2 separate regions of the Mus musculus genome follow, and region 2 is linked to region 1. A link is a contact called in public HiChIP or PLAC-seq data. All regions are on one chromosome and are shown on one strand. The core of a region is the stretch at or near the end of the contact, and the rest is flanking DNA. Distances in the headings are between cores, read along the strand shown.

Region 1 (5,769 bases), core at 1,735-4,234:
TGTTTTGTTTTTGCTGTTGTTGCTTCACCAGAGCCCTCCTGGATGCCAGGCGCTTGCTATGTTGAGTTCTTAGTCCTTAGGAACCCCCCCCCCCCACACACACACAAGTTCTGTTTTACCAATGCGGAAGACAGGCTCAAAGAAAAAAAATCAGCCTATTAAAATCTATCCAGGTGGCAAGTGACTGACTCTGCTAGGTGATTCCCAGCCACTCTGTTCTGCAGGAGGGGGCTTTGTGCTTGATGGCTGTGTGGTGGAGGACAGTCCCAGTTCTGAAGAGCAGCCTCTACTTATGTTTCACACCAACATGGAAACAACTTAAGAAATTACACACACACACACACACACACACACACACACACACACACACACACACAAAACCACCCGGACTTCAGGATGGTTCTGGGAGGCTTCACAGCCAGGGGTGGGGAGGTCTTCAGAGCATTGGGGAGCCCTCTTTCTTCTCAAGGCAGAGGCAGCTTCCAGCTTACAGTGGCTACACTTCATGGCCATAGGAGGGAACACTTATTCTCTGCTTTTGGGGAAGTCTTGTTGTTTAAAACATAAGTATTTATTAGGGAGAAATAAAACTAGGGGGAAAAAAGTGCTGCTTGTGACCTAGCTTGCTTCTTCTGCTTCCTCCTCTTGTGGTGTTTGCCATTGCCTCATTGCCTTCCCTGGTCGTTTCTTCCCAGGTGAAGAAATGTGTGAGGAAGAAAACCGAACACTGATTGTGATCCTCAGAATGAAGTGTCTGCTTGCTCCTTGCTGTGGCACCGACAGAGACAGACTTGTTTGGAATGTGCTAATGTGAAGCTCTGAGGCAGAGGACAGCTTGACCAGCCTCACCCGTTCTCACACCTTCAGCCCAGTCAGCCCAGTCAGCCCAGTCAGCCCTGGGAGGTTCTAACCCTGTCTCACTGGGTCTGCAGGCTTGCCAAGGCTAGGAAAAGCTCAAGTGTGGAGCAGAGGTGGGAGAAGCTGGCATTAGAAAATGTGGGGGACTTTAGTATGGAGTACCTGTGGAGAGAGATGGGGTGAGACTGGGATGGACTTGTGCTAAGTGCACGTGTGGGCTCTTACGTGTAAGTTCATGACTGTAGTTCGCTCTGTAGCCAGGATGTGGTGCAGAATATTTGTCTTTCCTTACAGGTTCACCTGAGCCTTTGCTTGCAGCCTCATCATCAGTGAGGATGATGTTTGCCCAGGTCATAAAGCCAGGGAGTGAAGGAGCCCAGCTAGTGTGTGCATCTGGTGTGTACGCTTTTACTTTAGTGTATGATGCCTGGATAGAATGCCTTTCCCCTTAAGGTAGCTGCCATCCCATCCCAGACTGCAATAGGAAAGGAACACTGAAGTGTCCTCTACTTAATTTCTCAGGCCTGAACAGGCAGTAGGAAAGGAAAAAGGTAGGGGCTGAATCTCATGCTGAAGGAATTCTTCACTGGGGTCTGGGGATGCCCAGGACAGAGTTCAAAGGCAAGTATGAAGTCGGTTGAGTAAGTGTTCTCTGACCGAGGTGTAGAATTTCCTCCAATGATAAAAAGGGTACATCAGCAGCAGCTGAGACTGCCATTCAGAAGATTTACAAATGTAGTAGCCCAAGGTTTGGAAGAGCCCTCCGAGGTCACTGTTGGCCCTCACTATCGGTAGGACTGTGCTACCATGCCACAATGTTGGGAAAAAGTTCCAGTGCTAATTAAGTATGGTCAGTTTCTGTGGATTTTATTTTATGAATTCAAAACATCATTTTGAGAGAAGTCCGTAGATCTCAGAGTGCTATAGTGGTCATGGTCCAAGGATAATTAAAATCCTTAGCAAAAACAGCTGGGGCTCAAGATAATTCACACTTGCCAGAGGACGGAGCGTTTGGTGACTATGTCTCTGTCCTCTAGGAGAACAGATACAACCAACGAAGGGGTGGCACTAATGCCTCATCCATTGGTTCATTCATACTCCCTGCTGGCCACAAAATGTCAGATATAAGACTCTGGGGTCCTTGTCTCATGGGAATTCTACTATAACGGAATGTAACAGTTCTTACACTACAGCCGTACAAGAAATGAGACCGGCTGGGGGCCTGGACAGTGACAAGGCACCTCATGAGGAAGGAGTGGGGGTTCTGGGTGGAGACAGGGAGAGAGGTGGGATGCTTTTCTGATAGGATATTAATGGAGATGACACTTTTCATCTTTTATGTAAACAGCATTTATTGAGCATCCAGGGTGGTGGAGGGGTGATAATGAGCAAGAGAGACCCTTGGATACTGTAGTGGGGATACTGTGTTCCTCACAGTTCATTCTGAGATCCTCATCCCCTGGGTGATGGTATTAGGAGGTGGGGTCATTAGGGATGATGTGTGCCCTTTAAAAGAGCTGAAAAGAGATACCTCAAGTGTGGGCATAGAGACTGGGGCTGGCTATGAAGCCTAAGAGTCAGACCCTCACCATGAACTGGCCAATAGCTCGGTCTTGGACTTCAAAGTCTTGAGAACTATGGAAATAAAATTCAAGGTTTATGATTATCCTAGTCTATGAAATCTGTTAGAGCCTCTTAGACTTATAGACTCATGGAGACGCTTGCTTTTCTATAGAGGTGTGTGTGTGTGTGTGTGTGTGTGAGTGTGATGTAGACAAGAAATAAATTCCATGAGGTAATTAGGAATTGCCTTTTGAAGAGGAGTCTGATGTGGGCAGAACATCCAAAGCCCCTTCTCTAACCGTTCTGTCCTGTCTTCCTCTTCTGACTGGTTCTAGCATTAAAAGTAGGACTCACATTGCAATGTGAGTTTTTCCAATTACTTTTGATTTTCTTCTCTTTTACAAAAGGATGTAGCAATTTTTAAAGTTCATCTGCTAGGAAGGCAGAGCCCTCGTGATTAGTGTGCTGATGAGCCTGGAGGGAGTGTCTAAACGGTGCAAGGGTTGGGGGTGGGGACGTTTATGGGGAATTCCCTCTGCAGTTGTCTACAGAGCCATTCAGCCCCTTTGCATTTACAGAACTGTTTGCGTCATTGGGATGCTTTAAGCGGCACCATCTCTCCAAGATGGGTTGTAAGTTCCTGTTTTGTAAGTAGTGTTTCTTTCTTCACAAGACAGCTCTAAAAAGGTCAGAAGTCTACTCTTTTGAGTGGTACTGTTCTGCTTTGGTTTTAAATGTCATCATCTTCTTCAGTGTTTAGATAGTGTTAGCTATAATAAAACTAATGGCATAGCATTAACTGAACACTTACTGTGCCGGCAGGCTTTGCAGTGCATCGTGCTTTAATCCTCACTCCACGAAGAAGCTGTAGGCTTTGGCAGGGTGAGTTCTTCTTAGATGGTTTGGACTTGAGGCTTATTTCTGTCATTACTAGCTCTTTGACCTTGGGCAAGTTATTCAACAGTAAATGATCTGTACAATGGGGCTTCTTATGGTTCCTGTGCAGCCTATCCAAGGCAGCATGAGGACGGGACTTGAATTGATACCTGGAACACTTTTGCTGATGTACCCAGTTTATGGTTTGGCCTGTGACAGCCGTTATTTATACAGAGCAACAGAATTATTGATCCACTGGCCAAATGACAAAACAAAAATTTAAATGAAGTCATCTGCCTCAGGTCACATACCGAAAAAAGGGATGGCCTCCCACATCTGCACGGTGGTGACTGAGACCATCGTTTCTTGTGCCATGTACGCCTAGGTGGGCAAGTTTGAAAAATACACCACATGGACTTGTCTTTGAGCCTGGGCTCTGCAGGACCATATGCTAAAGTGGGCTAGAGAAGTCTCATCTTTTAGCAATTTTCAAGTAGATCTTTCTCTGTGAATGGTCCCTCTCTAGACCCCATCTCTTAGCAGGAGTTGACAGTATTGGCAGACTGATGGGATGCTCGCCAGAGTGATTAGTTGTTTTGCCTTGAAACCTATTTCCAACGCCTCAGAGAGACGAGGCCCATCTGCTATGGTAACTTCCCAGAAACTCATCGCCTGGAGATCAAAAGTAGGATTTTGGAGCCAGACAGGCCTGGGTTTGTATCACTGGGTTTGTATCAATTGATGTTGGGATGGTGCCTCACGGTTTTCCTCCTTTGAGATGCGGTCTCACTATGTAGCCTTGGCTGGTCTGGAACTTGCTATGTAGGCTAGGTTGGCCTCAAACTCATGGAGGTCCACTTAACTCTGTCTCTCTAGTGCTGAGATGAAAGGTGTGCAGCACCATACCCAGTTCAGGGTTTCACATTTTTGTGGGTTAGTCTGTGTGTGTAAAATGGGGTGGTTTCGCGTCTACTTCCTGGAGTTAAGGGTTGAGTGAGGTCTCACATAGCACTAACAACAGCAGAGTATAAGAAGCTTGAACTTCAGGTTGATCAATGGCTACTAATAGTTTAAGTCCTAAGATTACCAATAACATTATAGGGCTTTTATGTATAGCTGATGCACACCATCTCTGTTTTCGGTGGCAGATATATTCCAAGGCCCCAGTAGACTCCCAAGATCCTGGGGGTTACCGACTCCTGTGTACACCTGTGTATACATGGGCACAAACCACATGCCATCCCCTTAAGGCCACCCACATGCTGTGTGACTTTTGCAATTTGAAATGCTACAGGGAAACTAATTTTTTTTTCCTTTACAGTTACAAAGGTGGGGTTGTTCTTGTCATCTTATTTATAAATACATCCCCTTGTTGCTTTTGTTCCTTATTAAGTCCTGACCTTTACATCTTCACTTAAAGGAAACCCTCTTACTATTCTCTGTGACATATTACACTGGCTGGCATCACTACTCTTGTGCTTTGGGGCCATAATGAGATAAATCAAGGCTATTGGAACACAAATACTGCAAAACGTTGGTAGTTAGTAAAGCCAAGATGGCTGCTATGTAACTATTGGGAAGGTAGTATGTAGAGTGTGGTCACAGCAGACCAAGGGATATTCACATCCTAGATGAGAGTCAGTGGAATGGAATGAGATTTCAATTCACTACTCAGAATAGCTTGTAATTTAACATTTGAATTGCTTATTTCTGGAATTTTTAAAAATATTTTTAGCTCAAAGTTGATCACCAGGTAACTGAAAAGGAGACTGAAACAAAGAGGGAGTGCCATGTTTCAATTCTCCGAATGAATCACTGACATTTGGTTTCATCCGGTGTTTTCTGTTGGAGACCGCAGGTTAGACAGAGCACTGCCTGGGAGCACTGCCTGATTGTCACTAGGCTCATGGGATGACCAACCAGGGATTTGAAGTCTCTCTGCCTTTTGTATCTCTCATCTTGAGTTAAAAGCAAATGCTGACTATTCAATTAACACCACCAGTGAGAATACTCTAGAATCTATTATCTTTACTGTCTAGGAAAACAACAGAGCCCAGACCTTTACTGTGAGCTCTGGGCTGGTTTATCAATTCTATATTTGGCTTCTCTACAAGATAGTTTATAAACCTGGCCCAAACAGAATTTCCCATATGCTCCTTCAAGCTGGTTCAAGTCTCTGCTTTCAGTAAATAACAATATCTATTGTTTTGCACAGGGAAAAAATAGCTAAAGCTGCCTTTATCTGTTTTGTTTCCTCTAGCCTGCCAATCACCAAGCCCTGTGCATTCTTCCTCCTGTAGCTCTCCTGAATCCCTTGCTTTTTCTCCATCCCATTCCTGTGACTGGTCCAGGCCTGGCCTGCCCTGCAACATCACCTTCACCTCACCTGCTGACCCCTGTGCTGCTCTAATCCTATTCTTTTTCTATCACAGGCAGATGGTCTCTTAAAGACACTCCCCTGTGTGAACCCTT
Region 2 (5,769 bases), core at 1,263-3,762, 790 kb after region 1:
GATCTGAGAGCTTTCTAAAGAAGCTGAACAGTGCTAGGCCAGCTCTGAGGCCTGGTGGGGTAACTTCGCCTTGGCCTCAGTATTTGGCGTTGCACTTTGGATGTGCAGGCTACATGATTTAGAAGAAGGGGCGAGTCAATGGGTCCCCGCCTTCTTGGTGATAACGCTGACTTGAAAGCAGGCCTTACACTGAATTCTGTCATAGATCAAACACTTGTAATAGGTTGATACACAGAACCTGTGAGGCCCCTCCAGCACACCACAAGAATTAGAAGAGATTTTTCAGCACTTCCCTTTACAGGAGGATCAGCCGCAGGGGCTGCTGGGAATTGCAGAAGTTCTGTTCCTCAAGCCAGGTGGTAGTTCCATATTTGCCAAAATACAGTTCTATATGTACTCTAAGCTTGGTGCACTTTACTGGAAAAAGCCACAGTAAAAGAAGAATGGATATAAATGACCATTCTGTGTATGACAGGGAAGCTATTACATTTTGTTCAGATCAGCATGTTCCTTGAGTTAGATAAAGTTTTTTTTTTCATCCAAGGGTCACTAAGTGACGTGGGAACACCTGAGTGTCTTTCATGGATCCGTCCTCATGTCAGCATCTCAGAGATCCCTGAATCAGCAACTGGACTCCTGGTCCCACATGCCTCCTGAGGCATTTATCATTACGGCTTTTGTAGGCCAATGCAATCAAGATACCTCCAGTGGCCCATCCCAATCCTGTGGAGTCCTCGCGAGTGGATGCAGGAATCCTTTCCTCTGACAGCCCTGGCGTAGCCATGCAGAGGCCCTGAGCGTGGATGTGGTAGTTGTCCCTTATACAGTGGCCTCCAGTCGTGGTGCTGGAACTTGTTTGAAATTGATAGTACCAGACTCCAACACAGATTACAGAATCTCAAAAGAGGGCAGAGCTCAGGGGCCGGTTATAACCTGTCCTCCCGGTGATTCTGAGGCACACGTTGAGGCACCACTTGGACAGATTAATATTTTATCCTCAGCATAGGATCCAACGTCTCTGGTATTTATTTCTTGGGAGGTTGGAGGAGACCCTCACCACCATTCCAAGGCACATTGGGGCTGGCTGTATCCATTCCTTAACCAGTGGGTGGCGAATATCAACTCCACATGTTTCTAATCCCTGTTCCTACTCTATAAATCATGAGGCAAGATTTGGTGTGCCACTCCCTAGAAAACCAAAACACAGATGAGCCAGGGTGGTTACCTCAAAACAAACAAACACAAAAAAACAAAAAAACAAAAAACCAGAAAACAAAAAACAAAAAGACAAACCACCTCAAAGGCACACTTCCTCTCCAACAAAGCCACACCTTCTAGTCCTTCTCAAATAGTGCCACTCCCTGATGACTAAGCATTCAAATATAGTAGCCTATGAGGGCCATTCTTATTCAAGCCATCACACCAATTACCTCTATGGTATTAAGAAATCTTTTCTTCCTGGTTCTGAGACAGGTCTCCTCCTCCAACCCTCAGGTTTAAGTTTGAAGAAGAATGTTGCACTGAGGTATTCTGATGATCTAGTCACATAGCCACGAAAGGACTCTAGAGTGACTGTGCACATCTTAAGCAGAACCCAAACTGTTTCCTTTCCTAAGCGTGAGCTGTTGCTCTGCTGGACGATAGTCATTCCAGCATTTCAGAGTGGGTGGACAGAACCCTGTGCAGAGTTAGGATCCACCCCTGTATGCCGGTCATTGTCTGTGGGAGCCTGAACCACATCAGCCGTAACTCCAGAATGAAGCTGAGATAGAAGTATCTTCTCGTAAATTCTGGTCTGGAGATCAAGGTGTGCAACCAGGGTTGCGTATTAGTCTAGAGCTTTTCAGATAGTCCCTTTAACAGTCTTCCCAGAGGCCATCCACTCTGGGTACCTCGTACCAATCTCAATCATTATACCCAACAGTTTCTCCACCCAACTCCCAAGAAGACTGAGGGAACACGTCTTCTGCTGTGTGCTGGGGCCAAACCACCCTGGGTCGCTTGACTCAGCGGGGCACCTGTCTCCGGCTGCCTCACCATAAGGAGTGATGTCCCCATGTTCAGCCTGTCCTGTCCAGTTAGCTCTCCTTAGAAAAAGATGGAACAACCTGATTTGCTGTTTTGTGAAGAGGAAGAAAAAAAAGAACCAAACCCAGCAGCTTTTGCTCTGGGTCTGGGGCTCCAGCCTTATAGTCTTCGGGCTTTCCAGCTTCTCTCACGAGCCCAGCTCACTGCAAACCTTAGCTCTGCAGACATGACTCTAGCATGCTTGTGCAACCACCCTGGGGCCTTCCCAGGTCATGTGCTGGAGAATGTTTTCTGCTTCCTCTTAAACCTATATCTGTAGGTACAGCATCTAATGGGTTCTGTGTGTTTACTTTTATTGTGGGCTGAGTACTTAATGTGAAGTTAGCAGACTTCGGGTGTACCGCGCAGGCTTCTTATCTACAGGCAGGAGGTTGCTCACCAGATCTCCAGAGCTTACCTTGCAGAAACACAACCCTGTAACCAGCCCAGCAACATCCTGTTCTCTCCCTCCTCCCATCGCTGCGTCTCTGCGTGTGACTATTTCAGACAGCTTACATAAGTGAGGCTGCCCAGTGTTCCTCTTTCTGCAACTGGCCAATTTCACTTAACACATGATCCATGCTTTTGTCTGCAATAGGATTGTTCTGGTTGTATGACAGGCCACATGCTGGCACTGGGTTCTTGATGCATTCACGGGTCCCCGGGCCTTAGGGTGTTTCCACGCCTTAGCTGTCCTGCGCATGCTCATGGGAAGTACAAGCGCTACCAGAGGCATCTATGAAGGTTCTGCCCTCATGTATTCTTCCTAGACGACTCCACTCTCGGCGATCTTACCTGTGCCCAGAGTTTCAGTAAGGCAGCTCACACCCAGCTCTTTCCCCTCCCCACAGCCTGCTGAGGCCCGGGACTGATCCCTCCAACATCAAAGCTCCTAGTAACTCTCTTGGCGGTCAAGCTGACACCTGGTTCTGATTTCCCAACCAACCACACAGCCCTCATCCAAACAGACTCCTCCCAGATTCCCAAATACCAAGAGTGGCTTCCTCTATGCTCATCACCTCCGACTGGCTTTATATTCTTTTATTCTCAAAACCACGGATCCTGTTTCTCTCCTTGCTTACTTCCTTACTCATCTCATAGTCCCATGACCTCGTCACGGCCCAGGCTTTCCCTCCTGCTCCTCATCCCCAAGCTGCAGAGGGTAAGTAGACATCGCAAAGCCGGCGTGTGACACTTGCCACGATACCGATACCGTTTACGGAGGTCCTTGGACTCCAGCTCTCTGCCACTTGATGCACATTACTAAATGGGTGGTTTTCTCACCTGACAACAGATGTTGATGACAGGAAATTTTGAAATGCCAATATTTTAGCTGCTACTACTCAACCTCCATCTCCAAAATATCACACTCATAAAAGCTCAGGGTACTCCACCCTCCCACAGTGGCACGCCTTTATCCTCATTCATCTGTCTTCATGGAACCCCTCCTCACCCGCTTTTTCTTCCCCATCTGCAGAAATGTCCTCCATCCTCCTCAAACCATTTTAGACAGTGCCTTCTCCATAAAGCCTTTCCTCCACCTCTCCCCATCCCCAAACAGCTTTGTTTCCCTTTTGGACTCCAGCTTTACTTTTGGACTATGAAAGTATTAGTCATGTTTCCTGTAGCTGGAGTCATTCTCTGCATCCTGACGGCTGGAGGCTGGGATGCATCCCACTTACAGGCGGCATTTTATCCGGCTCTGCACTCTGTAGAAAAGCCATGTCCAAAGATTGGTAGCAAGAGTTATTAGGAGCACATGTCTTCCCACAGGCACACGCCTCACTTCCTGTTCCATTTGGGACAGGCTCAGAAACCTTGTGGGCATGTCTTCCTTTTCATGCGTGCCATTCACAGACTTCTCTGAAATGCCTGTAGAGCCCTCAGCCATGTCTAAAGCATACTTCTTTAGTTTGTCATCTCTCCCTGCCACTTTATGTCTCTGGCCAAGGCTTCTTTATTGTGCTTGAAGGAAACACAAGGAGGCAGCCCCTGCGTTATTTTCTCAGGTTTCTAAGGACAGCAACTAAAGGGAGAAGTTAAGAGTTTATTGGGGGGTGGGGGGAGAATAAAGCCTGCAGGGGGAAATGAGCCATCAACCCTCCTTCTAGCAAGGTGCTTGGCATCTGACAAAGCTCCATCTCCATCTGCCTAGGGATGCACAGCCCTGGTCCTGCTGAGTCTCAGGACATCTGCAGCCCCCTCCTAAACTTTCTCATACTCCTGTTCTCCACTCAATCACATTTTAATGTTCTTCTATTCCTTCTTACCAATCTTCCGCTCAACTCTCTTGATCAGGTTAGCAAATCTCTCGGCAAGCATGCTGGCCCTGCAATTCTAACTGCCATAATTCAAACCATACGGACCGCACAGCCTCCAGAGCAGCTTCCATTCCACAGTCTACTCTGTCCTGATGGTAGAAACATCATTCTGTGCCTCTGGTCCATCAGATTCCAACCAGGACACAGAACTAGGCCTAGAAATGAGAGCCATGACTTCTGGTCACCATCCCAGCATAGAAGTAACTGTATCTGGACAGTTAATAAAAGAAAAACAGGGGATGGCGAGATGGCTCAGTGGTTAAGAGCGCCAACTGCTCTTCTGAAGGTTCTGAGTTCAAGTCCCAGCAACCACATGGTGGCTCACAACCATCCGTAACGAAATCTGATGCCCTCTTCTGGAGTATCTGAGGACAGCTATAGTGTACTTACATATAATAAATAAATAAATCTTTAAAAAAAAGAAAAAGAAAAACAGAATTCAAGCCTATTAATAAAGTCACTTATGTTTTGAGTCTTATGGATTTAGCATAAATGATGTCAGTCCTATAAAGACAAAAAGTTTCCTTAAAACTAGGTTTCTTGGATTATTTCTGTGCCCCTCAGTTGGAAGTGCCAGCCACTTCTTCCCTGATTGGCTTCTAGAACAGAAACAGGATGTCCTGGGGATAAAAATCTTCCTCCTTGTTTAAATGAGGAGGGTTTTCAAGTTCCAGGTAGGTATCATGCTTGCCTTAAATAATCCCATATTTTCTGAATAGGGCTGACAGGGGAGATCCAATTCTCAGTCAACAGTGGAGAGCCATTCTTCCAGTGAGATGTTTTCTCCAACAAACTAGCACTCTCCTTGCTGCATGATCACCCACATGGTTCCAAGAGCCAGAACAGATCAGGGTGACTAAATATTCTTGTTGGAGAATCAGAGTTCCTGGGCTGAATGGAAGTAAGTCTAGCACCTGCATGGAAAGTCAAGTGCGGCCCAACCTCCTCTTCCTCCTGCCGTTTTATTTTTTGTTTTGTTTTGTTTTGTTTTGTTTTGTTGGTTATTATTACTTATTTCTCTGTATCTCAAAAGAAACATTTATGAAGCTGGGTGGGATGGCACAGCTTGTAAGCTCAGCCCACTGGAAGGTATCCCAGGAAAGCTAGTCTGAAGCCATGCTGGGCTTCCCAGCGAGACTACCTCAAAAAACAAAAACAAAGATGTGGGGGGTGGATACCAAAGCAGGTAAAGTGTTTACCTGGCAGGAATATGGCTTAGCTTAGTCCCCAGTGCCCATGTTGAGAATTAGACATAGCAGTACACATCTGTAAGCCTAGCATTGAGAAGGCAGACAGAAAGATCTCTGAGTCTTGTGAACTCCAAGTTTAGTGAGAGACTGTCTCAAGATAGTGATGTGGAGTGCTTAAGGAAGATGCTCAA

Evidence for each region. HiChIP or PLAC-seq counts read pairs in DNA pulled down with a chosen protein or histone mark.
Region 2: a contact with region 1 is called in an H3K27ac HiChIP or PLAC-seq map of thymic regulatory T cells, with 6 times the contacts expected there. The contact joins two enhancer-like sites. A contact is called at or near these places in 2 of 115 datasets of contacts at active chromatin or transcription factors (regulatory T cells and thymic regulatory T cells).

The regions. Positions count from the first base shown.
Region 1 is chr6:49,583,752-49,589,520 of GRCm38.p6, forward strand. No RefSeq gene overlaps it. Among named protein-coding and RNA genes, the nearest start is that of Gm31226, 47 kb to the right of the region's middle. Within about 2 kb of position 2,985, at least 14 of the 459 cell types and tissues checked have an H3K27ac peak or open chromatin away from gene starts, as enhancers often do. A contact at or near this core is called in regulatory T cells and thymic regulatory T cells, where this site is marked.
Region 2 is chr6:50,375,524-50,381,292 of GRCm38.p6, forward strand. All of the region lies in intron 2 of Osbpl3 (oxysterol binding protein-like 3), which reads right to left. Among named protein-coding and RNA genes, the nearest start is that of Gm52900, 3.3 kb to the right of the region's middle. Within about 2 kb of position 2,513, at least 157 of the 459 cell types and tissues checked have an H3K27ac peak or open chromatin away from gene starts, as enhancers often do. A contact at or near this core is called in regulatory T cells and thymic regulatory T cells, where this site is marked.